2 separate regions of the Mus musculus genome follow, and region 2 is linked to region 1. The links are chromatin contacts, called in public HiChIP or PLAC-seq maps. All regions are on one chromosome and are shown on one strand. Each heading gives the region's core, a stretch centred on a gene start, on an enhancer-like site or on the middle of the called end of the contact. The rest is flanking DNA. Distances are from core to core; before and after follow the strand shown.

Region 1 (5,851 bases), core at 342-2,841:
TGTACTAAGCTTTGTTTGGCCCAGTACCCAGCTAGAATTTCCCCCTTGGCACAGCCTCCCCCACTCAAGTGCCAGGTTTCCTCACCTGGTCCCTCTCTCACGTGACTTCGGAGGACTCAGCTCAGGGCCAAGACACTTGGACCCCACCCTCATCACTTGACTCCATTCCTTCTTTTCTCTAAGAGCCAGGCTGTCTGGAGTAGGGCCTTCTGTGTACGGGCCACACCCTATGGGCCCACAGGAAGCCCCAAGCCTGAGCAATTATGTTTCATGTCAAGTCAGTGGGGATTTTAAGCAAAGGGGCAATGATAGAACCCATTAGAAAGACTGCATGGAGACTTTATGAAGCACACGCGGGTGGAGTGGGGTGGGGTGAGGTGGGGGAGCCTTGAGCCTGCTGAGTGTGTAAGAGGCCCTGGCTCTGGGCAGGTGTCCATGACACTAGTTGTACAGGAATAGGGACTTTCCCCAGTTCACTCAACTGGTCTCAGGCCATCCTGCTTGCCTGTGTCTTCTTTCTCCCCTCCTCCCTCAGTCTTGACATCGCATCTCACCCATATTCTCACCAAAGATCTTATAATTGATGCGCTCCAAGTTCTAGTTCACTGAGGCTTTCCGAGGCCAATGGAGTTTCCCTCTTGTGTTCCTCTGAGTCTCCATGAGATCTCTATAATCGCTTCTGTTGATAGACCCACTTTACTGAAGATACGGTGTCACCTGGCAAGGGTGTTGTGTTTCCTCCTGGCATGAAAGCCAGGCTACAGCCTATGTCCCAAAGCTGTTCTCTAGCCCCCAACCCAGGGTGCTCACCCCTTTAGACTCAGCCTCTCTTCTAGCTCCAGCTCCTATCCAACCTCAGTTCTCCAGCTAGGGTAGAGCACGCCTGGGATCCTGGGGCAGGTCCTCTGGTGGGGGCACTTGACACTGTGAGCAGGACAGGAGAATGACCACAGAGGTCGTGAGACTTCAGGAAAGCGACAGTGAGAAGGGAACCCCAGCCCAGATTACAGAGAAATTACCGTCCCGCAGGGAGGAAGGCATAGGTTAGAGGCCCCACAGCTGCTCCATCTCCTGCCAGGGCCCACCGCAGCTGTCCTTGGCTGAGACAAAGTAACAATTCAGCTCAAAGAGAGAATGGCCCCTTCATCTGACACTCACTTCTGGAAGGGATTTCAATTGTGTTCCATCCAAATACAGGAATATTTGCAGAAGCTCCCAGACATGTAGAATCCAGGGTTGAAAGGGCACTCCACAGCCCAGACTCCTCACTCCCCCATCAGGAAAGTTCCTTAAGCGGTTCTCCCTCAGGGAACAGCTGCAGCTGAAATCACTGGCCACTCCTCTCAGAGTAGGAGCCAGGCTTCAGCCAGAGGCCTGAGAGAAGAGAGCCCAGCCAAACACATTTGCCTCTTCTCTGTCTAGTGCCCAGCCAGGGCCAAGCCTGTTTCCTGGCTGCTCAGAGCCCTGCTCCTGCCAATCAGATGACTTTAACCCTGTTTGTGATACCAGTGCCTATGTGGAGTACACCACACCCTGCCATGCAGGCTGCACAGGTCGTGTCGTCCAGGAGGCTCTGGGCAAAAGCCAGGTAAGGCCAACCTCCCACACACCCTACTCCTCCTATCACACATGCTGCCTGTCACTCTGAACCTCTTGCTTTCCCTCTGTCTCTGCCTCGTTCCTCTGCTTTGGCAAGTGCAGAGCCCCGTTCTGTCAACAAGTTTCGTTGCCAGCTAGGGCTCAGGGAGGTGAGCCTGAGCTCCCAGCTGCTAGCTTGCTTGAGGAAATGACCCACAGGAACTCCAGGCTACAGATGGACAGAAGTGGTCCCTACCAGTACATACAAGCGTGGAAAGGGACACAGCCCATCTGGGAGGGTCTCTGAGGGCCCCAAAAGAAGCACCATCTGTGACAGATCTTCCGGGATCATTAGGAAAATAAGGGCTTGGGATGGGAGGACTTTCTAGGCAGGACAGCAGCATATGTAGAGATTTTAGGAACACACACTTTGTGTGTCTTGCTAGACTTCCCTCCCCACCCAGGTCTTGCACTGAGTGGTTTACCGGGTGAGTTTACTAGCAAGGAAGCAGAAAAGCCACAGTTCCTAGGAGATTTTAAGCACTTACTTTTTTTATGCCCATTGTATAGATAATAAATGAAGGCCTGGGAAAGGACTAAGCAGTGCCCAAGGTCTTATACCAGAGCTGGGACTAGAATCAAGGTCTCTGGTCCGAAGCCTGCACTGGATTCAGAGGATCCACCACTCAGGAGGGTCAGCGCTCAGGGATTCTTTCCAGCCTGGGGTTGATTGGCTCTTGTCACATGTAACTCCTTGGTTCATCATAAGAACCTGGGCCCAGGAATGGGCTGGTCCATGCCCAAGGTGCACTCAGGTAGAGACAGAGTAAGATCTCAGGCTTATAAGGCAAAGTCATCCCTGTGGGGGAGACTGGAGACGTCTGTGAGGACCTCCCACCATGGACATAGATGCCTATGAGGAAAGCTTGGAGAAGAATCTAGAAAGCAGTGTCCAGCCTTGGTGTCCACCCCAGCTGTCCTTCCAAGCAAAGGAGCAGTGTTGGAGCTACCTGCCAGTCCTCTGCTTTGGCATGTTTTTCCATGACCTGACTCCAGGGCGTCTGCAGCTCAGCGGGCTGCTCCGCATGTAACTGAAGCCTAAAGGCCACTCCTTACATATGTGAAGCGCTGCGAGGGCTTAGAGTTCTGCCAGTACAGCCTGGCCATACCTAGCAGCTCTGCATGGCAATAGGTGGACATCCCAGTGGCCCCTCCCTCTGCCATCCTATCTTTCTTCTTTCATTAGTTCTATCTCCTAAATACTTCGCCTCAAAAGTCTTTCCCCATGCACCCTGACAGTGGGAACTTCTGCTTGCTCATCCCAGTAGCCACTGAGCTTAAATCCTTTCAAAATGCTACCTTGGGTTTCTCAACCCTTCTCATGCTGAGAATTGTCAGAGAATTTTTTTTTCTGTAGTAAGAAGCAAGAGGCCCAGGGGTCTCCAGGTACCCTAGCCAGCAGTTCACCAATCCCTGCCCAGCTGGCTGTGGCTTCCAGTAACTATGGTCCAATTGTCCAGGTCTGACCTAGTGCTGCAAAGATGGCTCAACGTTTACGAGTGTAAAGAGTGGACAGCTCCAGCAGGGGATCCGAGCTCAGTCCCCAGCATCCATGGCTGGCAGCTTGCAGCCACCTGTAACTCCACTCTGAAGATCTGACACACTCTTCTGGTCTCTGTGGGTACCTACACTTACATATGCGCGTGCGCATGCGCACACGTGCAGACACACACACACACACACACACACACACACAAATAAATAAACAAACACATAGACACTTTGAACAATAGGAAAGGGAAAAAAAGCCCAGCTTGCTGGACTCACTCAGGACAGCTACCTAAGGACAGTGGTGGTAAGACCACCTATTAGTTGATCCCTGGCTGGAAGTTCTGCAGGCTACCATCAAACACACTAGTACTGGCAGAGAGACAGTGTCTGCCTCACAGCTGTGCCTCAGTCAGACTGTCTCAGTGTGTGAGCACAGTCAGACTGTCTCCAGGCACCTTACTTGACTCAAATGATCACAGATCAACCAATGGTCAGAGTCTGGGGCTCCAGCCAGCTCTGCCTTACTGGCTGTAGAAACTTGGGAGCTCTCAGGCCTTAGGCCCAGGCCCTTGGCTGGCTACTACCCTTGGAGGCCCCTGAAGGCTCTTCTCCTTTTCCTCACCCCAGGTCTTCTACACCAACTGCAGCTGTGTGGCAGGGAATGGCACTGTTCCTGCAGGTTCCTGTGAGTCAGCCTGCAGCCGCCTGGTGCTGCCCTTCATTGTCCTGTTCAGCCTGGGGGCGGGACTGGCCAGCATCACCCACACACCTTCCTTCATGCTCATCCTGAGGTGACAGCAGAGCAGGCAGGGTGGGTGGGTACAAGGAGCCCCTACCAACAGCCAGGGTGGGACATTCAAGGGAAGAGGTGAAGGAATGAGGTCATTAAAGTGTCCTAGGTCCCCAAGACAGCTGGAACTACACAGAAAGATCTTGTGTCAGGAAAAAAGAAGAAGAAGAAGAAGGAGGAAGAAAAGAAAAGAATAAAATAAAATAAAATAAAATAAAATAAAATAAAAGAGAAAGGAAGAAGGAAAGAATATTAGAAGTTAGAAGATGGCAATCAATAAATCAGGCTGGCATGAGAGAGAATGTGGAAGGAGCAGATGCCTGCAGGGAATTGAGCGTGCGGCTGTCGTGACTTGAGTCCTCAACACTTGCCAGTCCCCTTATCTGCAGAATAGGCCTGGCGACATGCCCACCTCCCAGGCGTGAAGTGAGCTGAGCACAGGACTGACTTACAGGGAGCAACCCCTAAGTGCCAGTCATAGGCACTGTTGAGAAGCCAGTCGTTGCTGGATATCCCAGGTCACAGCGTTACAGTGCTAGGGAAACTGGACCTGGTGCATGCCTCCAGGTCCCAGTGTTGGGCCTCTCCAAGTGTACGACCTAGAGAATTCAGTGGGATTACAGGATGTGGGGCAGGCAGCGTCTGCGACACTAGTAGTTAGTATGTGGGCCTAGGATGCAGGTAACTGGGCTCTGTCGGCTGTGGAGTGACAGATGTAGGCTCTGAGACTTCCCCACGCCCCTGACCTGCAGTCTGGGAGAGATTGGCACAGAGGGTGGAACCCACCTATTGAGACCCTGCTGCTGCTTGGCGCTGGGGCTGAGTCTCTCAGTCCATCCTCATACAACCGTGTCTTTCCTGGCAGAGGTGTGAAGAAAGAAGATAAAACCCTGGCAGTGGGGATGCAGTTCATGCTCCTGAGAGTGCTGGGTAAACTGCTTGCCCAGGGACCTCGGTGGTGGTGGTGGTGGTGGTGGTGATGGGCATCCAGATGTCTTCCGTGTGCCTGGGATACACAGACATGAGTGGGATCTTAGGGCTTCCAAGTGGGTGGGGTAACAAGCCCTAGCCTTGTGTTTGGAGGTGGTGTACCTGCCTAGGCCACCCATGATGCAGGTACCCTCCAAGAGACCCAGCGCCTTGGTGTGGTGGCTTGCATGTGCTGAGGGTGGGGAGTGGGGAGTGGTGACTCTCTGCTATCCCCTGCGCCTCTCCTTCCCTAGCCTGGATGCCCAGCCCTGTGATCCATGGCAGTGCCATCGATACCACCTGTGTTCACTGGGCCCTGACCTGTGGGCGGAGAGCTGTCTGCCGCTACTACGACCATGACCTGCTCCGAAACCGGTAAGCACCAGGGTGGGAAGTTCATGTCAGAGCACACCCATCCTGCAAGTTAGAGACTGCCTCTAGAGAGCTCTCATCTAGCTGGTCTGGAATTCACCGTATAACTGAAGCTGGCCTTGAATTCCCAACCTTCCTGCCTCTGCCTCTCAATCACTGGGATTACAGGCGTGTGCCACTAAACCCTGGATACTTTCTTTTTTTTTTTGAGTCATGACCTCATTTTATGCCCATGCTGTTCTTGATCTCACTAGAGCAGCCAGGCTGACCTTGAACCCACAACAGTCCTCCCACCTCAGCCTTTTAAGTGCTGGGATTTCCCACATACGCATCCATGCTGGATAGCTCCCCAATGAGGAAAATGACAGTTAAAGAAAGAGACCCCAGGCTCTTATAAATGACAGAGCCATATCTCTCCTCTAAGCTATCAGTCAGCAGACAGTCCTTACCCTCCCCCTGGGGCTCAGTCTTCCTATCTGTACAATGGAGAGCTCAGAGGAGCTCAAAGGCAGGAATGGATAACATAGGCTAGGTAGATGTAGAAGGACTTGAAACAAGACAAGAGCCAGCTGGGGAGTGGCTGCCTCTGTC
Region 2 (5,304 bases), core at 462-2,961, 120 kb before region 1:
TTTTCCCCTTTTTCTGGACTCTCCTGGGTGTTTATAGAAAATTTTCATTTTATCTTGTTAATCTAGTTCACTGATGTGTCATAGTTCACACTGTTGTCTTATAATCCTTTTGTACTTTGGTTTGGGTTGAAACAGTTTACAGAAGGGGGAAGATATCTTTACCAACTCTAAATAAGACAGTGGGTTAATATCCAGGACATATAAAAAATTGCAAAAATTACCAAAAAGCTGAACCACTCAGTCGGTGGATTGTCTGTGAATTGAATAGATATCAAAGGAAGAAATAGAAATAGCTAGTAAATACTTCAAAAAGTATTCAACAGTCTTAGCTATCAGGGAAATGCAAAGTAAAACTGAGTTGAGAAAATCAACTCAGCCGGAATGGGACTGGAGAGATGGCTCAGTGGCCAAGGGCACCGGAGAGATGGCTCTGGCCACTGGGGGTACTTCCACATACATGTACACACCCATAGACAGATATATGCACCTACACATAATTAAAAATAATAAAAATCAGTCTTAAAATATTAACAAGGACTGGTAAGGATATAGGGAGAGAGAGCCTCTTAATCAATGATAGTTGTGATGCAAATTCATATAGCAACCATGTACATTAGTATGGATGGTCCTAGAAAAGCAGCAACTGCAATGACTCTGACCCAGTTATGGTACTCTGGGGTATGTACTCACAGAACTCATAAGAGATGCTTGTAATTTTCATTATAGCTGTGGTATTTACAATAGTCAGGAATTGGAACTAGGTGAATGTCCATTAACAGATGAGTGGGTGGAGAAAAGGAGGTGCTTATATTTTATGCAGCCGTACAAAGAAACGAAGTCATGGCCTGTTTCAGGGACATCTTCAATTGAAAGGTCACTGTGCTAAGTGAAACAAGGCAGACTCAGAGAGACACATACTGCACATGGTGTGTTCTCTCTCTCTCTCTCTCTTTCATTCATTCATTCATTCATTCATTCATTCTTTCTTTCTGTTTGTGTTTGTGTATGTGCATATGCACACATGTTTATATGTGCATTCTTTAGGTCGTGAAACTGAAAAAGAAAACAGAAGGCAGAAAGAGGTCCCAAGGTTCCATGTGATCAGAAAGCAGAAGGGGGTGGAGCACTAACTAGGAGAAGAGGAACCAGCTGAAGAGGAGGAGGCAGGACAGTGGCTGTGGGGGAGGGGAACAAATGAGCATAAAGGACAGTTTCATCCTTATTTTGTCTGCTAACCTAAAAGCCAATAAAGATAAATGTGTCTTTTGCTCAAGAGACGTTAACTACTAAATGAAGCACAAGGGTTAATAAAGGAAAAAAGGACTGGAAAACATTAATAAATAGAAGCTGTTACTTTCTAATTTCTCGTTTTCATTTTAAAGGATATTGACTTTGTATACTTGTTCTTTGATCCTGAACGATATTAGTTGTATCATTAATTTTACTTTGTCAAAGTTCAGAACATTAATTTTTGTTCCGTAGTTATAATTCCCAGAATGCTTCAGCCTAGGTTCTGTATTTAAATGCTACTCATCACTGTCACTTTTATCACCGATTCTTAATTCTGGCCATTCTTTATTTTGAGTCGTCTGCTGGCTGTCTGCATTGTCTTACATAACAGACTTTCAGAGCGGAGCCCACGGGTGCTGTGTTACCACTTCCTGTGTGTCTGAAATGTCTGCCTGCTGCCTTTAGCTCTGAGTGAGCTGGTCATCATGTGGCCCTGATGTGGATAAGGGCTTTTGCTTCCTCTCTTAGTTTGTTCATGACCTTGTGCAGTATGGCATGGCAGTGTGCACAGGTAATCTGTTTCCTACTCTCATTTATTCTTCTTGATGTCTACTGTATCCTTTAATGCTGTGAAATTAGTTCTTTATTTCATGGAACTTTCTTACTATTTATTTTGAGATACTCTATTGCATTCACTGACACCTTTGCTTTGAGGACATCAAATAGCCTAATAAGAAATGTTCTTCTGCTGCTCATCTTCCTCCATTTAGGCTCTGAGAAGAAGGATAGTCTCTCTTTCTCTCTCTGTCTCTGTCTGTCTGTCTATCTGTCTGTCTGTCTGTCTCTCTCTCTCTCTCTCTCTCTTCTCTTTCTATTCCTCCCTACAATACCCACTGATGACCTGCTGTCTACCAAACTGCCTCTTAACTCACAGTAGTTAGCCCTTGACTTGGGAGTGGTATGGTGTGGTGGTGTACATCTGAAATCCCAGCACTCAGGAGGCTGAGGGGGGAGTATTTTAAGTTTGAGGCCAGTCTTGCTGCATGATAAGATCCTATCTCAAAAACAAAAACAAACAAACAAACAAACAAAAAACCAAGTAAACTACTTTAGATTTTATTCTGATTTTGTGCTGAGCTCTAGGAACTGAGATGACTCTCCATCTTCCTTTGGGCATTCCTGGATGACAATAGAGTGCAGACAACCAGATGGACTGGAGTGGAAGGCAGACAGCCCAAGAGAAGGCTAAGACCCATCATCAAAGGAGGAAGCTGCTACAGATGTGTAGTCTCATCTGTATGGGAGACACGAGACCATCAGAAGGAAACAGAAGGAGGAATTCTTGTCTTCAGGGTACACGATCAGATGTGAAGGGAAAGGATTGAGATGGTGGCTGCGGATGAGGGATGGCTGTGACCATGAACCAGACAGACCATTATGACTACATGGATGGAACTGTAGCCTTCCATCTTGTTCTCTGTCCATACCCCCTCAGGCCACATTTCCTCTTCCCAAGCTTTTCTTCTCCATCAGCTGCTCAGCCTGGTAATCCTTTCTTGTCCTTGTGTGCACCAATTCAGACGGTCCCAGATGCAGTTCTCTTGCTGTGGGGGATCCTTAGAGACACTTGTGCTGTAGGAGTGGGAAACAGGAACAAACAGAATCATTTCCCTTGCATCCCAACTCCTAAAGATCGTGTCAGAAGGGGAGGATTCTGGGTAAAGGAGAGGAAAAGATCATACGGAAGTCTTGAAACCATATTGACTGTTCAGTGTGTGTCACTCATCCTGCCCTTCCTCTTTCCAGAGACTGACTTGGGAGTGTTAGGAAGACATCCCAGTGACTGGTTCTGCATGTGAAGAACATGCAGGGGCAGAAGGGGGCTCTGCTGCAAACTAACCAAGACATTTTTGGTTGCAAGTGACAGAAAACTACCCAGCAGTAGCGCTCAGAGTCTTGTTTGAAAGAACTGAGAACTCCTTTGGTTGATTTAGTCAAACAAAAGTTTTATTAAAGGAACAATTCCAAAAGTAACAAGTTCTCTGGAGATTAGCCCCACAGATAACTGAAATGGAGGGGATCTCAGCCTGGGAGGAGGTCCTTAGTAAAACGGGAAAATACAAGGATACTTCACTGGGCTCCTGCAACGCACAACAGCACCAACTCTCGGCTTCTCCTAGACCCTGATACCCATGGTTCCTGTATTAGTCAGGGTTCTCTAGAGTCACAGAACTTATGGATAGTCTCTAGATAGTAAAGGAATTTATTGATGACTTACAGTCGGCAGCCCAATTCCCAACAATGATTCAGTCGCAGCTGTGAATGGAAGTCCAAGGATCTAGCAGTTACTCAGTCTCACGCAGCAAGCAGGCGAAGGAGCAAGAGCAAGAGCTAGACTCCCTTCTTCCAATGTCCTTATATTGTCTCCAGCAGAAGGTGTAGCCCAGATTAAAGGTGTGTTCCACCACACCCTTAATCCCAGATGAAAGCCGTAGCCCAGATTAAAGGTGTGTTCCTTGAACTCAGAGATTCAATCTTCTGGAATCCATAGCTACTATGGCTCAAGATCTCCAAACCAAGATCCAGATAAGGGTCACTGGTGAGCCTTCCAATTCTGGATTGTAGTTCATTACAAATATAGTCAAGTTGACAACCAGGAATAGCCACTACAGTTCCCTTGTCTCACTTTCATTTCTGTTGCTGTGATGATACATCTGGCAGGGGTTTATTCCACTTACAATTCCAAGTTACAGTTGATTACCGAGGGAAGTCAAGACAGGAACTCAAGAAGCAAGCCACTCACACCTGCTCTCAACTAGCTCTCTCCGAGTAGCTTTTTTTTTTTTTCTTTACATTGATCAGGACCTCCCAGCCTAGGGAATGGTACTGCCTACAGTGGACTGCCTCTTCCAAAATCAGTTAAGAATCAGGAAAACTCCATAGAGATATGCTACAAGCCAACCTGATCTAGATAATTCTTTATTCAGACAATTTTTTTATAAGTGGCTCTAGTTTGTGTCAAGTTGACACTTAAAACTAACCAACACCTGAACCCTGATACTTCCCTTCATGCTTCTAAGGTCTGCTAGCCCCCTCTCTAGAAAGAACATTCATTACACAGCTCATGGATGGAAAAATTCCCCCAGTCTAGAAATTACTCAAGACAACCCACTGAAAAGAAAAAGTAACATAAAATAATAATTGTAAGTTTTTCTGGTGCTCATAATTTTGCTTTCAAAATCATACCAGTACATATCAATCACATACCAATGCATATTATATATTTATTTGTATTCTATGTGTAAGAAATATTTGACTTCTGTGGAAAGCAGTGTAAAATAGGGCAAAACATAACAAAAAATAATTTAGAAGGGAGAACAGCGGCTATTTTTAGGCTCCTGATAAAGAAAGGTGTAAACGCTAAGAAACAGGCTCGAGTTCCTGTCAGCCAAGGCAAGGAGAATCTGGTGTGTATGAAGTATGTCATTCTCTGGCAAAAGGAAGGTCAATAAATTTACTTTCAGATAAATTTTTTTCCACCAGCAGAAAGTTCCAGGACAATTCTGAGTGGTAGTATGAGTACTATATTGAACGCATCATTCTGTACAGTATTGTCAAAAGCCATGCATGCTTAGAACTCATTGTTTGCTTATTTATATTAGAATGCTGTGGTAGTTTGAATAGGTATGGTCCCCAAAGACTCATGTTTAAATGCTTCTTGGAGGAAGTGTGTCACTGTGGGGGTGGGCTTTGAAGTCTCCTAGACTCAAACTATTCCTAATGTGGCACATAGTCTCCTTCTGTCCGCCTTCAGATCAAGATGTAGAACTCTTGGCTCCTCCAGCACCATGTCTGCCTACACACTACCATATTCCCACCATGATGAAAATGGACTGAGTCTCTGAACCTGTAAGCCAGCCCCAACTAAATGTTGTCCTTTATAAGAGTTGCCTTGGTCATTGTGTCTCTTCACAGCAATGGAACCCTAACTAAGACAAATGCAAATCCCTGGGCCTCACGCAGTATTTGTTAGACCAAGGAATGCAGGTGGGAGCCTAGCATCTTATGTTTTAA

What was found. HiChIP or PLAC-seq counts read pairs in DNA pulled down with a chosen protein or histone mark.
Region 2: an H3K27ac HiChIP or PLAC-seq map of microglia shows a contact between it and region 1, with 4 times the contacts expected there. The contact joins two enhancer-like sites. A contact is called at or near these places in 10 of 39 promoter capture datasets (the C10 cell line, the HPC-7 cell line, cranial neural crest and 7 more), 5 of 15 datasets of contacts at CTCF or cohesin (the G1E-ER4 cell line, embryonic stem cells, large pre-B cells and 2 more), 156 of 484 Hi-C or Micro-C datasets (the 63-12 cell line, the AML12 cell line, the AtT-20 cell line and 95 more), 25 of 115 datasets of contacts at active chromatin or transcription factors (the HPC-7 cell line, Th17 cells, acute myeloid leukemia and 17 more) and 5 of 9 other capture datasets (adipose tissue, bone marrow-derived macrophages, embryonic tail and 2 more).

The regions. Positions count from the first base shown.
Region 1 is chr7:99,660,516-99,666,366 of GRCm38.p6, reverse strand. Slco2b1 (solute carrier organic anion transporter family, member 2b1) reads left to right here. Exons shown (of 14, transcript NM_001252530.1): 10 at 1,423-1,588; 11 at 3,757-3,920; 12 at 4,785-4,849; 13 at 5,143-5,263. Among named protein-coding and RNA genes, the nearest start is that of Gm25409, 9.6 kb to the right of the region's middle. Within about 2 kb of position 1,591, at least 96 of the 459 cell types and tissues checked have an H3K27ac peak or open chromatin away from gene starts, as enhancers often do. A contact at or near this core is called in adipose tissue and microglia, where this site is marked.
Region 2 is chr7:99,777,953-99,783,256 of GRCm38.p6, reverse strand. No RefSeq gene overlaps it. Among named protein-coding and RNA genes, the nearest start is that of Olfr521, 13 kb to the right of the region's middle. Within about 2 kb of position 1,711, at least 27 of the 459 cell types and tissues checked have an H3K27ac peak or open chromatin away from gene starts, as enhancers often do. A contact at or near this core is called in adipose tissue and microglia, where this site is marked.